Regions from separate parts of the Sus scrofa genome. Here region 1 is linked to region 2. The links are chromatin contacts, called in public HiChIP or PLAC-seq maps. All regions are on one chromosome and are shown on one strand. Each heading gives the region's core, a stretch centred on a gene start, on an enhancer-like site or on the middle of the called end of the contact. The rest is flanking DNA. Distances are from core to core; before and after follow the strand shown.

The links. HiChIP or PLAC-seq counts read pairs in DNA pulled down with a chosen protein or histone mark.
Region 1: an H3K27ac HiChIP or PLAC-seq map of alveolar macrophages shows a contact between it and region 2. The contact joins two enhancer-like sites. A contact is called at or near these places in 2 of 2 datasets of contacts at active chromatin or transcription factors (alveolar macrophages and skeletal muscle).

The regions. Positions count from the first base shown.
Region 1 is chr8:30,011,713-30,015,850 of Sscrofa11.1, forward strand. The region is part of intron 1 of LOC100510918 (a long non-coding RNA gene); the gene reads right to left. Among named protein-coding and RNA genes, the nearest start is that of KLF3, 11 kb to the right of the region's middle. Within about 2 kb of position 2,874, at least 18 of the 83 cell types and tissues checked have an H3K27ac peak or open chromatin away from gene starts, as enhancers often do. A contact at or near this core is called in alveolar macrophages, where this site is marked.
Region 2 is chr8:29,427,878-29,432,302 of Sscrofa11.1, forward strand. The region is part of intron 2 of TBC1D1 (TBC1 domain family member 1); the gene reads left to right. Among named protein-coding and RNA genes, the nearest start is that of TBC1D1, 60 kb to the left of the region's middle. Within about 2 kb of position 2,709, at least 12 of the 83 cell types and tissues checked have an H3K27ac peak or open chromatin away from gene starts, as enhancers often do. A contact at or near this core is called in alveolar macrophages, where this site is marked.

The DNA of each region.
Region 1 (4,138 bases), core at 1,624-4,123, 580 kb after region 2:
GGATCCAAGCAATAATGATAAAGATAATTGGAGAAGAGGGCCCTAACCTCATACATAAGTGTGGCTGTCACTGTTTTGACTATTTTAATAAGTGTTTCTCATTGGATTCCCAGTCTAACTTTCTCTCTACTTTTATATGATGTAAGAGGACATTCTGAATGGAATTTTAAATTATAATAGTTTAAATATAATATTTACCTATAATATTTTCCTTGGAAAAAGTAGACTCTAATAATACCATTTTGTGTAATGCTTATATTTTCAGGAATATAACTCAAGAGGAACTAAAGCAAGTGATATGCAATAATGTGTGTATATATAAAAATACACATTAATACTATGTAAATGAGAGTATAGTCATCCTTTTATAGATCAATAATTCAAATGGAAAATAATCATTTCTGTGGTCAAGGAAATTAGTTTTTGGAATAATACAGAAGTGTCTATTAACTATAAAGAGTTCAAAAAGGACTATAAAAAGATAAAGCCCTCAGTAGCTTAGCAACAACTATTGGTGTTCAAGCTAACTAGAAATATAAACTGCATGGGGAGCTGAGAGGAGAGGTAAGTCCACCATGTAAAAGCAATTTTAAAACATTTTTGGAAGATTTCTTTTTAGATTCAAAAAAGAGAACATGAATTACTATGAATTATACACATTTAAAAAAACAATGATACAGGAAAGGTTTTCTTTAAAATAAGCTACACAAACTTTGCCTTCCTTCCTTAGTTTCTAGACTATGGATGAGAAAGATGGCTATCTAGAACGGAAATAACATAACCAACAGTGTTTTAAAAAAAAAGGAGTTCCCGTCGTGGCTCAGTGGCAACAAATCTGACTAGGATCCATGAGAACACAAGTTCGATCCCTGACCCCGCTCAGTGGGTTGAGGATGCGGCGTTGCCGTGAGCTGTGGTGTAGGTCGCAGATGCAGCTCACATCTGGCATTGCTATGGCTATGGCGTAGGCCAGCAGCTATAGCTCCAATTTGATCCCCTAGCCTGGGAACTTCCATGTGCCTGGGATGTGGCCCTAAAAATACACAAATACAAAAAAAAAAAAAAAAAAAAAAGTGTTCCTAGGGAGGATATCAAACACAGTAATCACTGCGTTTGAATTAGACAATCATCTTTGTTGGATCATCTCTACCAAATGGTGTAGATTAAATTAATCTTTTTTTTAAGGACTCTAAATGTACTTTTTCTTTAAGTACAGAAGAAAGTCAAAGGAAATACATTAAGAAATATGAAAAATTTTGTCATCCAAAGGGTACTACTCTTTTAATAGCACCAGCACCTAATCAAAACCTCAAAATACCAAGGACTGGAATTTGGAAAAGGTACTTTCAAATGTAGCAGAATGGGGAACATCTGAACTATTTGGGGCAGGAAACTAAGATCTTAGCAACAGTATCTCTCCTGAAGCATGGTAAATGAATCCGCACCCAAACCTCTCCTATTTCCTCCAGGATCTTGGGAACTTCTTTTTTTTTTACTTTTTATTTTTACAGCTGTGCCTGTGCAGCATATGGAAGCTCCCCAGGTTAAGGGTGAAATTGGAGCTGCAGCTGAGGTCTACATCACAGCCACTGTAACACCAGATCTGGATCTGAGCAGCATCTGCAAACTACACTGCAGCTTGTGGCATTGCTGGGTCCTTAACACACTGATCGAGGCCAGGGATCAAACCACAACCTCACTGAGATGACACTGGTTCCTTAACCTGCTGAGCCACAGTGGGATCTCCAGGAACTTCTTTAAGACACCCTCATCTTCTCAGGACTAAGTGAAATGCAGTGAATCGTATTTGAAAATTTTGCCAAATAAATGAATATATGGGAAAGGAGAAAAATTAGGAATTTGAGGGAAATTCTCATTTTTCAGACATCCAGACATCAGACCTTAAGAGAAATGATTTAGGAGTCCACCATTATTAATTTCTGCTTCTTTTGAACTTCATCTTTCTTATCTCCAGCATAGGAAAGGAAATTGATTAGATAAACTACTCTGTAGCAAAAATTGTAATCAATGAGCTTCGAAAGTGTTTTCCTCTTTTTTTTTGAAAGTAAGTTTTCTCTCCTATGAGGATACTGTGACTACTAGGCAGAATTATTTATTCAGTGGTTCTGATGACTTTTTTTGTGACAGTATTCCAAAAATTGGTTTGTTGCCAGGGGTTGCCCACGGCATTCAGAAGTTCCCAGGCCAGGGATTGAACCTCCGACACAGCTGTAACCAGAACCCCAGCATTGACACACCAGGGTGTTTAACCCATTGAGCCACAAGGGAACTCCCCAAAATTGTTCTAACACTTCTCATAAACCTGCTAAACTTAAGGGGTGCTGGGATTCATGCGGTTCACTAACTCATGGATCCATTTGTAACAATAATAAACAAAATTGAAATGTAAGTCCAAATAGTTCACATACACGGTTGACTAAAATTTAATAAGCTAAAGATTCCACTGATATAAGTAAGCATAAACACAGTTTACCCTATAGATCCCTTTTGTCCCTATCATAACCCAGTAAACTTTAAACAGGCAAAGATCACCGTAAAAGTCCTACACATAGTTCAATGTTCCCCATATTTCCTTATATCCCCTCCTGGAAGTACAGAGTCTTCAAGAAAAGGAGTGGAGGGAGATGGTCATTGGAATACACATTGAGACATACCTTTGAGGTTCACACTAGAAGAAAGCACAGATCAGTGAATTCAAAATTGAATATATGGCGTGCCCCCTTAGGCGTGAGAACATTCATAAAAACAGATATTTAAAAGTAACTAACTGAGGGAAGAAAAACATGGCTAAAAGGGCTGGTAGCTGAGTGGGGGTGGGGATGGGGCGGGGGACAGAGTCAGGGAGACAAACAGGATGCCAGGAGGTGAGAAATAAGGGTGGGGAGTAGTGGCCAATCTCAAGAGGAACTAACAAGGTCTGTTGCTTATAGTTACCCAGAAAACTTGAAGAACAATAACACAAACAAATGCAGCTGAAAGAAACGTGAGGGAAGCTGGATCCTCCTGGCAAAGACCGCACAGCGCCCCTGTATTAAGGGTGCTTGAGGAGGCGAAGGCATCTGCCCCCCTCACCCCTCCATTCGCATCCAGCACAACTGCTGACACTTCTGTTTCCCGTTGAATCAACAGATCCTGGCGAAAGACCACAGGGAGAGGGTGAGTGGACCTTGTGCTCCAGGAAGTATATTTCTATCTCTTGAGAAATAGGAACTTCGGCTCTAGGCAGTCCAGCGTGCTGGGTTTTCTGGGTTGGGGGTTTGGTTTTTGCTTTTTAACTTTTTCTCTTTGGAGTGGCTTTTAAGGTAAATGCATGCTATTTTGAAGAAGAATTTCAGTTCCAAGAACACACACAGGTCCAGCTCTTCAAGCAGCAGGTAAAAAGCCAAAGCATCAGGAGACGGTCGCCCCCTCTCCTGGGCCTCTCCTCCTAAGGTCCCTCCCTTGCCATCCTACCCCCGTCAAAACTCACAGACACAGGACCACACCTCCGGGTCCAGGGTGCTTTCAAGGGGCCACCTTGTCAAACTGAGCTTCAGGTCCTACATTTAATTACACGCAACATGCACATTACTTTCTTAGCTTTTCTTTTTTTTTTTTTAAATACACACTTCTTATTACAAAAGACATATGTGCTCACTAAAGAAAAAAAAACACAGAACAACACTGAAATGAAAAAAAAAAAATCACCCTCATACTTATCACTTGGATTCAACATTATTATGATTTTAATATCACCTGCTGTTAGCAAATCTTTCTGAATTACGAGGGCAGTGAACAATTCTCTACTGTTCATAGTGATCCAAATATAGGCTTTTTTTTTTTTTCTTCTAGACATATTAGCAAACTTCTAAAGCACTTGTGAGTGTAGACAGGCTTGCCAGGTTGGGAAGCAAAGAAATCAAAGCTGAAGTCTTCTTTCCCAGAAAAGTACCAGGAAAACTGGTGCAACTGGGCTCTTACACCGAGGGAGACATTTCATAGGTCACGCTTCAGGGTTTGGGTGCAAGCATGCAACACACTTGGAATGAGCAGAAAAAGGCAGGCGGCAGGGCCACTTCCCTAGAGTGTAATTCACACGCCATCTCTTTGCTGGCTTAGTTCCTGAAGCTGAGAGAGA
Region 2 (4,425 bases), core at 1,459-3,958:
AGGGTTATTGTTACCTGGTCCTTGGGGTTATCTGTACTGCTGGCTCCCATCCCTCGCCTGCAGGCACAAGCTGACCAAATGGACATTTTTTTTTTTTTTTTTTTTTTTTGTCTTTTGCCTTTTCTTGAACTGCTCCCGTGGCATATGGAGGTTCCCAGGTTTAGGGGTCTAATCGAAGCTCTAGCCACCGGCCTACACCAGAGCCACAGCAACGCGGGATCTGAGCCGAGTCTGCGATCTACACCACAGATCACGGCAACGCCGGATCATTAACGCACTGAGCAAGGCCAGGGATTGAATCCGCAACCTCATGGTTCCTAGTCAGATTTGTTAACCATTTCGCCACAATGGGAACTCCCCAAATGGACATTTTTAAAAAAACTCTTTGGCATGCGGAAGTTCTGGGACCAGGGACTGAACCCACACCACAGCAGCAACCTGAGCCACTGCAGTGATGATGCCGGGCACTTAACCCGCTGAGCCACCAGGGAACTCCCCAGGTGGACATTTAGACTCCCTTCGTGGGTTAGGAGAACTTAAGCAGCTGTTGAGTCTGTGTGATACTCACAGCCACAGCAGCACCATGCAGCAGCCACATCCCTTCCTTTCCAAAGGAAGGGAAGGGGTGAAAACATAGGACCCGCGATACTGTGTGACACTTTTATTCCTCACAACCATTGAAGGAATAAATAACGTCACCATTTTCGAGGAGGAAATTTCTCTCATCACAAGAATGTATAATAAAGGGAGAGAGTTGAGATTCCAATATAGCCTTTCAGGCGCCACGAACTGTGTTTTTTTGTTGTTGTTGTTTTTAAACCCTACACCCCTTTTTGGGAAAAGTTCAGAACAGATTGTTTGATAGTTTTTTCTTCGTCATTACTTTGAAAAGGTCACTTTGGCATTTGATTTACATTTGCTCACAAGCCCCAGATCATTTTCCTCCCCTCCTCCCTTCCTTTTTTGTTCCTTGACTTTGTAAGGCAACAGAGGATAGCTTTGCATGATGTACTGGAGATGCCTTCTTTTGTGGGAAATGCCAGGCAAATAAAAGTATATAAGTCGTCGCTGGTGGAAACCTACACTGGAAAATATGATTTCAGCCATAGTTCTGTGGTGTTTTTTTTTTTAAATGCTATTTTTGCTGATCTCTACTCAGAGCCACGGAAACAGATGGCCACATTGGCTGCGTTTGCTGCTAGCTTTTATGTCCCCTTTTCTCATATACGTTTATGGTGACTAAGTTTACTTTGAAAAACATATGCTAGGAAGGATGACATATTTTTCAGATTGAAGTTGTCTAGGAAAAAAAGCGTACTTGAGAAAGAATCTGTAAAATCAACAAAGCAGATTTACCTCCTAGAAAATCCATTCTCTGATGAGGCCATTTTATCGCCAGACCTTTCTGGCAAGAAATGCCCACTCCCCCACCCCCCACTCCAAGAAATGCCAAACTCCTCAGCTTGGCAGCCTGGGGTCTTGCACATCTGGTCTCAGATGATTTTTCAGACTTTTCCCTCTGATTCCAAGATTGTGTATGCTCTTCTCCAACAAAATAGGAGTGTGGATTTTTGGAGTCACCAAGTCTCTCTTTTTTTGCTCATTGCTCTTTCTTTTACCTGGAGAGTTTTTTTCTTCTTTTACTTAAGAAAAGCACTCATTCCATTTCTCCTAACTCCAATACCACCTCCTCCAGAAAGCTCTTAGGATTGGATTTGCTTTCACACCTCTAGACCTCACCAGTCTATCCTTTTTTTTTTTTTTGGCTTTTTAGGGCTGCACTTGTGGCATATGGAGGTTCCCAGGATAGGGTTCAAATCGGAGCTGCAGCTGCCGGCCTACACCACAGCCAGAGTCACACAGGATCTGAGCTGCGTCTGAGACCTACACCGCAGCTGATGGCAGTGCCAGATCCTTAACCCACTGAGCGAGACCAGGGATTGAACCCACAACCTCATGGTTCCTAGTCAGATTCGTTTCCACTGCGCCAAGGCGGGAACTCCATCTATCCCTTTTTTTAGGACACTTATACTAACTACATCTTTTACTTTATTTCTGCTCCAATTCAGAGAACAATTTCAAAGTTTTTCATTTTTTAAAAATGATGCGATTCCCATTGTAGCTCAGCAGTAGCAAACCCGGGACTAGTATCCATGAGGACCTGGGTTCGATCCCTGTCTTCGCTCAGTGGGTTAAGGATCCAGCATTGTGTTGAGGTGTGGTGTAGGTTACAAACGTGCTTCAGATCCTGCGTTGCTGTGGCTGTGGCGTAGGCCAGCAGCTACAGCTCCGATTCGACCCCTAGCATGGGAACCTCCATATGCTGCAGGTGCGACCCTAAAAATTAAAAATTAATTAATTAATCACTTAATACACCAGGCCCAGTTCATGGCTCTCACCTCCTAGCTAGCTGTCTCCTGTTACAAGTAAGAGTTCTATTAATATCTTTGAATGGCCTTTCATTTTTGAGATGGGTCTTATGCAAAGAAATAGGTGTATTTTTGCAAATGGACTCAAATGCAGACACACATGTGGCAATGAGTCAGAGATTCCTGGAATGCACTAGAGAACAAACATACTGAACTGAAAGAACTCCCTGCAACACTGCCCTCAACTTCTCTCCAGCCCTTAGAAACAGAAGTGACCCTTTGCTGCTGTGAATCAAGAGGCTGGAGGCGGGTTGGCAAATGGATGTGGTCATTACCACACTCCAGTATGTGGTACCCACAGCAGACCTCATCACCTGTGACGACACCGCCAAGCCCAGACAGGGCCTGTGACTCTGTCACCACTAAGTGCTAGATTTCTTCTCCCAACAGATCAGAGTTGGCAAGAGAGAGAAGTCAGGGTGAAAAATATTTGGCACCTTTCAGTTGGAAGAACATTGGGGTGGTACTTGAGTCAAAAATGGAAGACTCGGACTTACTGAAGGTTACTAAGAAGTGAAACTATGTATGCAAAAGTACATTATAAATTAGGAAATGCTAAAAATGCTGCTGGTTTTTTTTATTGGTTGCCCTCCACTTTACCGAAGTGCTTTTGAGCATTTCAAATGCCTGAAGGATGGGCGTTACCTCTATTTTATGATTGTGGAAATAGGGCTTGGATGTTAAATAAACTCGCCCAGGTCTCCAGGCTTGCAGTAAGCTATAGGCTGACACCCCACCCAGCTCTGTCTGACCTTGGCCCGCCCTCTTTGCACGAGGTCGTGTGGCTCCCAGATCATGCTCTGGGCACCTAAGTTAGCTACTACAACAACGATTTCTGCTATAATTAACATTCTACTTAAATATAAAGTGGATCAGGAGTTCCCGTCATGGCGCAGTGGTTAACGAATCCGACTAGGAACCATGAGGTTGCGGGTTCGATCCCTGACCTTGCTCAGTGGGTTACCGATCTGGCGTTGCCGTGAGCTGTGATGTAGGTTGCAGACTCGGCTCGGATCCCGAGTTGCTGTGGCTCTGGCGTAGGCCAGTGGCTACAGCTCCGATTAGACCCCTAGCCTGGGAACCTCCATATGCCACGGGAGCAGCCCAAGAAATAGCAAAAAGACAAAAATAAATAAATAAATAAAGTGGATCATATTCCTTCTAACTCTCCCCAAGCTGTGCCATTCCTACACTGCTTCCTTACTGAGCCTCCTGCTTTGAAGGATGTGTGCACAAGCTTGGCTCCAGCAGAGAAATCAGAAGACAGGAAATAGCAAAGGAGAAAGGAGAAAAGGCCAGGGTCAGGTCAAGAGCTTCCCACGACGTCTCTAGTCTCGCACGAACCAAATAGAAGCCTTGAGGAGGTCCTGGAAGCCAAAGGCGATAATCGAGAGAGATTGATGTGCTGAAGATTAGGAAACACATTTGCAGCTCGGACTGACATTGATTGGACTGACTGATTATCTTAGAATGTCTGCATGCTTAAATAATATTCATGAATTCTCATCTTGCTTCTAATGTCTTATAACTTAAAGCAGCTTTATGCCTACGCCCTGGATTCTGGTAGGTGTCTGATGTCAGTCTCGATCACCTGTGAGGCTTGAGGAGCTGCTCTGGGGTTGGTGAATTCCAGGGTTTAGTGAATTTTCTAGATCAGGGGAAAGCTTTTTTTTTTGGTCTTTTGTCTTTTGTCCTTTTTAGGGCCGTACCTGCGGCATATGGAGGTTCCCAGGCTAGAGGTCGAATCGGAGCTGTAGCTGCCGGCCTACTCCAGAGCCACAGCAACGCCAGATCCGAGCCACATCTGTGATCAACACCACAGCTCATGGCAATGCCGGATCCTTAACCCACTGAGCAAGGCCAGGGCTCAAACCTGCAACCTCATGGTTCCTAGTTGGATTCGTTCCCAATGCTCCACGATGGGAACTCTGGGAGAAAGAATTCTAATGAATTTCTACAAACCAACTTAAAAAAAAAAAAAAAAAAAAGCACAACC